Regions from separate parts of the Sus scrofa genome. Here region 1 is linked to region 2. Evidence: chromatin contacts called from public promoter capture Hi-C data. All regions are on one chromosome and are shown on one strand. Each heading gives the region's core, a stretch centred on a gene start, on an enhancer-like site or on the middle of the called end of the contact. The rest is flanking DNA. Distances are from core to core; before and after follow the strand shown. Region 1 holds the start of SLC25A38 (solute carrier family 25 member 38). Region 2 holds the start of WDR48 (WD repeat-containing protein 48).

The links. Promoter capture Hi-C pulls out the DNA fragments that hold promoters and counts their contacts.
Region 1: a promoter capture Hi-C map of liver shows a contact between it and region 2, with 2.2 times the contacts expected there. The contact joins the promoter of SLC25A38 here to the promoter of WDR48 in region 2. A contact is called at or near these places in 1 of 5 promoter capture datasets (liver) and 1 of 47 Hi-C or Micro-C datasets (embryonic fibroblasts).

Annotation. Positions count from the first base shown.
Region 1 is chr13:24,028,753-24,032,646 of Sscrofa11.1, reverse strand. SLC25A38 (solute carrier family 25 member 38) reads right to left here and starts at 2,076. Exons shown (of 7, transcript XM_003358375.2): 1 at 1,599-2,076. The coding sequence starts at 1,667.
Region 2 is chr13:23,734,211-23,738,324 of Sscrofa11.1, reverse strand. WDR48 (WD repeat-containing protein 48) reads right to left here and starts at 2,759. Exons shown (of 19, transcript XM_003132119.4): 1 at 2,675-2,759. The coding sequence starts at 2,722.

The sequences.
Region 1 (3,894 bases), core at 827-3,326, 300 kb before region 2:
TACAACACAGCTCATGGCAAAGCCAGGGCCTTAATTCACTGAGCGAGGCCAGGGATCAAATCTGCATCCTTATGGATACTAGTTGAGTTTGTTACTGCTGAGCAACAAAGGGAACTCCAAAAAACAATTTTCATTTTGAATAGTCCTTTTTTTTTTTTTTTTTTTTGACCTTGTCTGCAGCATGTGGAAGTTCTCCAGCCAGGGATCAAACCCAGGCCCCAGCACCAACTCCAGCCGCTGCAGTGTCAACACTGGATCCTTAACCCTCGGGGCCAAAAGAAAAGAAAACCCCGGAATAGTCTTAGCGTATTGTCAATGGTAGATGGCACATCCTTTAAGCTGTGCTTGCTGTTTCTTTCTTTTTTTTTTTTTTTTTCTAAACGGCCCAAAGTTATTCAAGGTAAATAAACTAAGTGATACATCTGGGTTTTGTTTTGTTTTGAGAGGGGGTGGGCAATAAATACAACCAAACATGATGTTTCGCATGATGCGTGTGCAGCACCCCCAAAAAACAAAAAAACGAAAACTAAAACAAACAACCCAATCCAACAATAATACACGGATACATAAAGGCAATAAGCAGCACTTAAGTAATTAGCAAATAAGTTCCCAAGCAACTCCTATCCTCCTTTAAAAAAAAAGAAATCTCTAAATCCAATTCAAATCTCCAGGCCGGAGCTGGAAGACCCAGAGAAACAGGTAAGCATGTGTTCAAAGATATAGACGTAGAGAAGACACCACAGCCTTGGCTTAAAACAAAACAAAACAAAACAAAAAACCACACTCCAGCCCTGCCCTGAGCGCAGGTGGACCATAACCTTGACCTCAGAGAGGAAAGCTTCCGCCGCCGCTGCAGACCAGCGCTCCCAGCCTAAGGCCAAGCGGCAACTAAGCCTCGTTTCACCACGAGTAGTAACTCAGCGGGACCTTCCTCCTAGCCCCGCCTGCCCAGCCCCGCCTCCGCCCCCACCAATAGCAGCCCCGCGACACGACCATGGCAGCCAATCCAGACATGGGAGGGGCGTGGCTTGGAGGCTCAAGCAAACAGCAACTGCTCCAGGCAAGCCGCGAAGTGGGGGATACCCAGAGGGTCCTCTCGTCCAGCTTGTGGGAGCGGTACAGTCCGAACCCACCTCCCTCGAGGACCGACCGCTTCCTAGGCTTAGCGCTACTACCAGGCCTTGCAATGGTCCAAATATCTACCCAGGTGTCCTCCCATCTGTCACTTTAGACTTCCAAATCAAAGCAACTTCCTGTAGCACTCGCACCTCATTCCGGGCCACACGGGCACATTCCCCTCATACCTCCCAAGGCCCCAGCAATTCCGCCTATCTCTACCCAATGTAGTATCGAGACCTCTGCTTGCCTGTCCCAAGGGTTGGACTGCAACTTCTTTCCTTCTCCCTCCCTCTTTTAATCTTAGTCAAACTCCATTTCTGCTGCCAGGTCCCCAACCTGTTATGCGTGTATCTGGGGCGCAAAAAAAAAAAAAAAAAAAAAAAGGTTCACCGTGGGCTGCTGAGCCTCGGCAACCTTCCACATTTCCCTCCCCAAGCCGACGATGCAGGAACCCCTGCCTTCCCTTCCTCGCACTTTACCATAAGAGTTTCCACTCTGTCTCCAACATCCTGAGGCTGCAGCAGCGCCGGGCGTGACTTCTGGATCATTGGAGGGGAGGCCTGCGAGTGTACTGGGCCCGGGTTGCCGACCGTGGGAACTCAGGTCCGACCCTGGAGGTCCTGGAGAAGACAACTCGATGGCGGTAGCCAGGCGACGCGTTCTACTGCGGGGGCCTCTTTGTAGTCTGCGCCAGTCAGGGGTCCCGGCCTGCGAGCCCACTGCCCTTGTGTGCTCCAGGCGCCTCTCTTCACTCGCTTCGCAGACTCTGCGGCCCTGCTGTCCTGCCCATCATGCCCTGCTGCCGACTTGATGACTTGAGAATATTAGCCTGGGTGCGACCGGGAGGTGGAGAAAGCGGGAGGAACTGGATAGAACAGCTGGATTTAGCTTCCGGGGTTGGAAACGCGTCACGCGCTGGCGAGGGTGTGCTCTTTAGTGCCACCTGGTGGAGAGATCTGAAACTGCAGGATTTGTGGCTTTCTTGTGCCCAGAGCTTACTAGGTCGGTCATCTGCGCCGACGTATGCTTTTGAGGGCCCGGTTGGAGAACAGCTACGGTCGAGACCTGCTGTGACCTATAGGGTTGCCAGTAGCCATCTATGGCTGTATAACACTTGAAATATGGCTAGTGTGACTGAAGACCAGAATTTTACATTTCATTTAATTTTAATTAACTTTTTTAAAAAACCGAAGCAATGTGGAATATTTTCCGGTTAAACAGGAGTTTTTTGTTTTGGCACATCCACATTTCCCTTTAAACGCTGAAAACTTCACCTCAGAAATGTGCTGAAGAGATTTTTTAAAACATGGCGAGGAGTTCCCATTGTGGTGCAGTGGTTAACGAATCCGACTAAGAACCACGAGATTGTGGGTTCGATCCCTGGCCTTGCTCAGTGGGTTAAGGATCTGGCGTTGCATGAGCTGTGGTGTAGGTCACAGACGAGGCTCGGATCCCCCTTTGCTGTGGCTCTGGCGAAGGTGTCTACAGCTCCAATTCGACCCCTAGCCTGGGAACCTCCATATGCCGTGGGAGCGGCCCAAGAAATGGCAAAAAGACAAAAATAAGTAAATAAATAAAACATGGCAATAAGATAAAATAATCTCCTGAGTAATCTTTACATTATTACATAATGAAACTGATACTGGAAAGATGTTACCTGAATCCAGGTTCTTATTCAAGGGAGGGGAAGAATGAACCTCACTAACACACAGGTAGCAAGCCAGCCAAGTCTTTATTACAGGAAAGCAAACAACTCCCAGGACAGCTGGGAGGGAGAAGGAGTCCCCCCTTCCTATTGTCCTATAGGGTTTTTTATCCCTTAAAGATAGGGGTTACCAACATGGGTTCCAGAAAGATGCAGTTTTCTCTCATTGGCCTTGCCCAATTACTTATATCAGTCCTTGTCCAATAGGGGTTTTAGGGGTGGAAATGTCCCATAACGCTCAAGGTTTCTTTGCCCTTCTCTTCCCATAGACTGAGTCACTTGGGGTTAGAGATTAATGTCCATCTGGGCATAGGTACACTCCCTGTAGTAAACAAGGTCTGTGGGGATGTTACTCCCTGGAGCCCTTAAACCGTAAATGTTAATCGATAGCCATATCAAAGAATGCATCGAAGCCCATACTCCTATACTGACTACCTGAGTTATTATTCCACCTCAAAACGACATTTTGGGTGTATTGAATGAGGTGAAATAATTTTCAAAATTAGTTTTACCTCTTGCTTTTTTAGTGTGGCTACTAGAACACTTAGGATTATACTAGTGGCAGAGTTCCCGTCAGTGGTTAATAAACCCGACTAGTGACCATGAGGTTTTGCATGCAGCCCTAAAAAAAAGATTATACTAGTGGCTTGAACTACTTTTCTATTGGATAGCAACTGGTCTAGATTATTAAGATTATGGTTTTATCTCTTACCTGGACCCCCAACTTCCCATTATTCCCGACTGGCTGATCCATGGAAAACTCTTACTGCTGGGGATTCTGATCCTCTTGTTGGAAAAGACAGGCACACACCTCCTGTGGCCCTGGTTGTCTGCAGGATAAAGTCCAGTCATAGTGACAGCCTTCACCGCTTTCCACCATCCATTCTTTACCTGGAAATCTAGGGCATTAGGAAAGAAATTGATGAAGCAAGATGCTGTTTTCTGGCTTTGTTTGTTTGTTTGTTTGTTTTTGGCCATTCCCACAGCATGTGGAAATTCCTGGGCAAGGAAAGGACCAGGAATGGGCCAGGAATTAAACCTACACCACATCTGCCACTCAAACCGCGGCA
Region 2 (4,114 bases), core at 1,510-4,009:
ATCAAGCTTATCTTTCTAACTGCAAATTAATCTACTGTATGAATGTACCTAATTTATCTGCCAATTGACTATCAATGAACATTTAGATTTTCAGTTTTCACAATGACAGGATTTCTATAATATACACCCTTGCATATTTAGAGAAAGATACATACATATGTACTTTTGTAAAACAATGTTTTAGACAAGGAAGAGCTACATCAAAGAGAACGTGACCTGAATTTAAAAATTTGATAAACAACAAAACACCAAACATTGAGTATCATGACTCCATTTAGAGCAAAAAAAAAAAAAAAAAAAAAAAAAAAATCACACAAGTCAGATACACATACATGGTGCAGTATAGAACATCAGTTTTCAACCTGTGACAACTCTGCCCTCCAGGGGACATCTGAAAATGTCTAGAGTCAATTTTGGTTGTCACAACTGGGAAGGTGCAAATGTCTAGTGGGAAAGCAGGATGATGCAAAACAACAGCCTTCCCACAATAAAGAATGATCCAGCCCAAGATGTCAGTATCGCTCAGAGTGAAAAACCCTGGGCTAGGACTATATATCACACTCTCCAAAGCAGTTTTCTTTGAAGAGTGGAGGACAATTATCGTTTATACTTTTGTATCATTTGTGGGTTTTATTTTGTACTTTTGCAGTGAACATGCACTAGTTTAAAAAACACTTCCATAAACAAAAGTTCTCCCTCATGATGAGATAAAAACAATCTCATGGCTTCTCATTGGCTTTACACCTTAGTGACAAATTTTGAATGCAGCTAACAAGACTCCCTGAATCTTCTCTGCAGCACACTAGTCTTAGGTGGTTCTTGAATGCTCTTCCTAGGAAGAAGCTTCAAGTCACTTCATCAATCTTATAGCAATACCTATTAAGAATGAGGTGCTAAGTGCTGATCCCCAAACTCTAGTTCTGTACTCCAATCAGTGAAGACTGAAATTATCATCTCCCTCATTCTGCATACAATAGCTCACATTCGGCTTATTAAAACACTCAGTTTTTCCACACATGCTACATACAGCTAATTTACATTTTCTCCATCCTGTACTTTTATGCTTTATAAGACTAATTCCAAGAAACTAAGACATCTGATTAGCTCTCCTTATTTCCCTAAGGAGTGTACCCACTACTCCAACGTCTAGAATATAATTAAATTAAAATTCTGAGTTGCATTTTAGTCAGGAACAGACTTTACCAACTGGCTTGGATGCTGGGGTTACTTAAATCCCATAACCGATGCATTTAAAAACAACCTAGGAGTTCCCGTCCTGGCTCAGCGCTTAACTAACCGAAATAGCATCCATGAAGACACGGATTTGATCCCCGGCCTAGGATCAGTGGGTTAAGGATCCGGTGTTGCCTTGAGCTGTGGTGTAAGTCGCAGATTCGGCCTGGATTCTGAGTTGTTGTGGCTCTGGCACAGGTCGGGGTGGGGTACAGCTCTGATTGGACCCCTAGCCTGGGAACCTCCATATGCTGCAGGTGCGACCCTAAAAACATAAAAAAAAAATAAAAATAAAAAATCACCTAACAGGGTAAGCTACTTCAGATTTTTACTAATGTCATCCAATGCAACAAACATCTAGTGAGTGATTAGGACACTGTACTGATCAATGAGATCAATAAAACAAAGAAGTGAACTGGCCAGGGGACTTTATGGCCTAGAGCTATTTCTTGGGGTTACCTCAATGAAGGAAGCCCTTATGTAGACTACCTATTAAACAAACACTCACTGATTTCAACCTGTAGAACTACAATGCTGAGTTTTACAAAGAAAGCCCGGTTGTTACTTATTCCTATACTCTCAATTCTTTGTACATTTTAGGGCCTAACCTAAGTGCTCAGTAAATGTTTAACGAGTAAGTGCACCGTACTATATACAAAATACCTGCAGGTAAACACCTCTAATAGGACTTTTTCTCCTTCCATCGTTTAAAATAATAGGTAACAGTACTCTTAAACATTCCCAAAACAAAAGCGTATTCACAAAGGGATAAAACATACACAGAAATGTTAGGTAAATCTTTACCCCTGGATAATACGTCAGAGAAACAGAAAAGATTCAAGGATGCATACGGAAGATAAAGAAATTAAATTCCAAAAGAATGAGAATTTTAATTCCCCACTAGCACCAGCACACTCCCACATCGTTTCTACCTCGTGGAGGAGAAAACGCCGGCATAAAAAGAAGGCAGGGGGCTCCGCAGAAGCCCTAGGGGGCTTAGCCGCCCCGCCACGCCCCCGCTCGGGCCCACTCTTTCCGCCACTCGGTCGCCGTGGAAGCAACCGGAGGCCTCTGCTCCGACGCGGCCCGGCAAGCGCTTAGCAGACAGTAAAGGGGGAGGCAGGTGGGCGGGGAACAAGCCCAGCCCAACCCCGCAAGCTTCAGCCTAAGAGAGAGCGGGCGACCCAAGACTCCGGGCTCCCAACCGAGCGCCCAAGGGTCCTGGGAGTGGTTCTTGGAGGGTCCAACCGGTCGCCCCCCACCCCCCGCCCCTTCCTTAAGCCGTTAGCGCTGCGGCCCCACCCCTCGCCTCCGTTCGTGCCTCGTCCCACTCGCCCCAAGCCGCTACCCCAGCCGACTGAGGCCCGAAGCATCTGCTTGCTAGGGGTGGGCCCGGGGCTGCCAACCACAGCCGGGAGGTTGAGGAGCCGGACTCCCCTACCTGCACTTTCCTCCGCCCTGCCGTGTTCTGCCGGTGATGGGCCGCCATCTTGCATGTTGACACTCCTACGTCACTTCCGGAAGTGGCTCGGACCGGGCCTCTTCCGGAAGTCCTGCCTCTTCCCTTTAGCCAAGGGCTAATTGTTTCTGAGGCCCGTGTGGCTGTGTGGTGGAGACGGCCTTAAATGCAAAAAATGCTGATAGAGAAAGAGCCCCTTTTTGAGCCGGGGTAGCAATCTGAGTCCAGCTCTGGGTAGACCCGAACACTGGCTTGCGCAGTTCTCCCGAGTGTGTCTTCCAGAGCCCCAGTAGTTGTAAGAAAAGCGCTGGAAGAATTAATGGGGGAGGTGGGCACCCGAGAGGCCACCTCCATCCGCTCAAACTTTCGTGAGCAGCCAAGGGAACCGACAGATTTCCCACGTAGTATCTAAAAAGGTGTTAAACTATAAACCGGCCTGAAAACGGAGATACAGAGGTGACCCCATTTTCAGGAGGCGCAAAGTATCCATTTAAATAAGAGATAAATTGATGTTATGACAAAAACATACACACTAGTTAAAGTTGTATACAGAGATGACTTTCTAAGCTCCAAATCTTCAAGGAGTTGGGGCACACTCTAGTATCTAATTTAAATCATCTTTTATACTGGAACAGTTAGACCTTTCTGGATGAAGGTTTAACTTGAAGTTTTCCTGACATTAAGCATAGGTCTTGGGTAATAATTCATGGTCAAAGGCTAATAGTTTGGCCAGATGGTCAAGAACATGGAAAGAGTGAGACTGGAGCATGGATAAGGAAGTTTTGGAAAAGGCTATGGTGACAGACCTTGCAGTGTGAATCTTAAGAATCATATAGATGAAATGAATTGCCTTTTTTTTTTCTTCCTTTTTTGACCACTCCGTGGCACATGGAGTTCCCTGGCCAGGGATCAGATCCAGGGCACAGTTGTGATCTATGCCGCAGGGGCAGTAAGGCCAGATCTTTTAAACCATTGTGCCAGGCTGGGGGTTGAACCTGCTCCATGAATTGCTTTTTGGATTAACCTCAGCTTGCTTTTTCAGGCTCAGTGCTTGCTTGGTGGAGTCATGAATGAAGTGACAATGGTAACAAGATTAGCATTGGGATCATCAAGCCACTGCTGAGTGTGCAGTTTCTTAGCACCAGGGACCAGTCCTGAGCTGGTGATATACCTCATGTTCCAGGAGGATCAGCCAACCACTTGAAGGCAAATGGATTCCATGGGCCCTCCTCGACCATTGAAGAAGCAATACTTATTTGTCCTCTCTGAAATGTACTTACTCTGAGTTTAGAATTGCTTTTCCTGCTTTCTGTACTCTATCAGTACCACCACCTGGGAACTTACTAAATGTTTTATACACTGTCATTGTGTCTGACACCATATTGCTTCTGATCAAGAAATTCATTCTGTGATGAAAGAAGC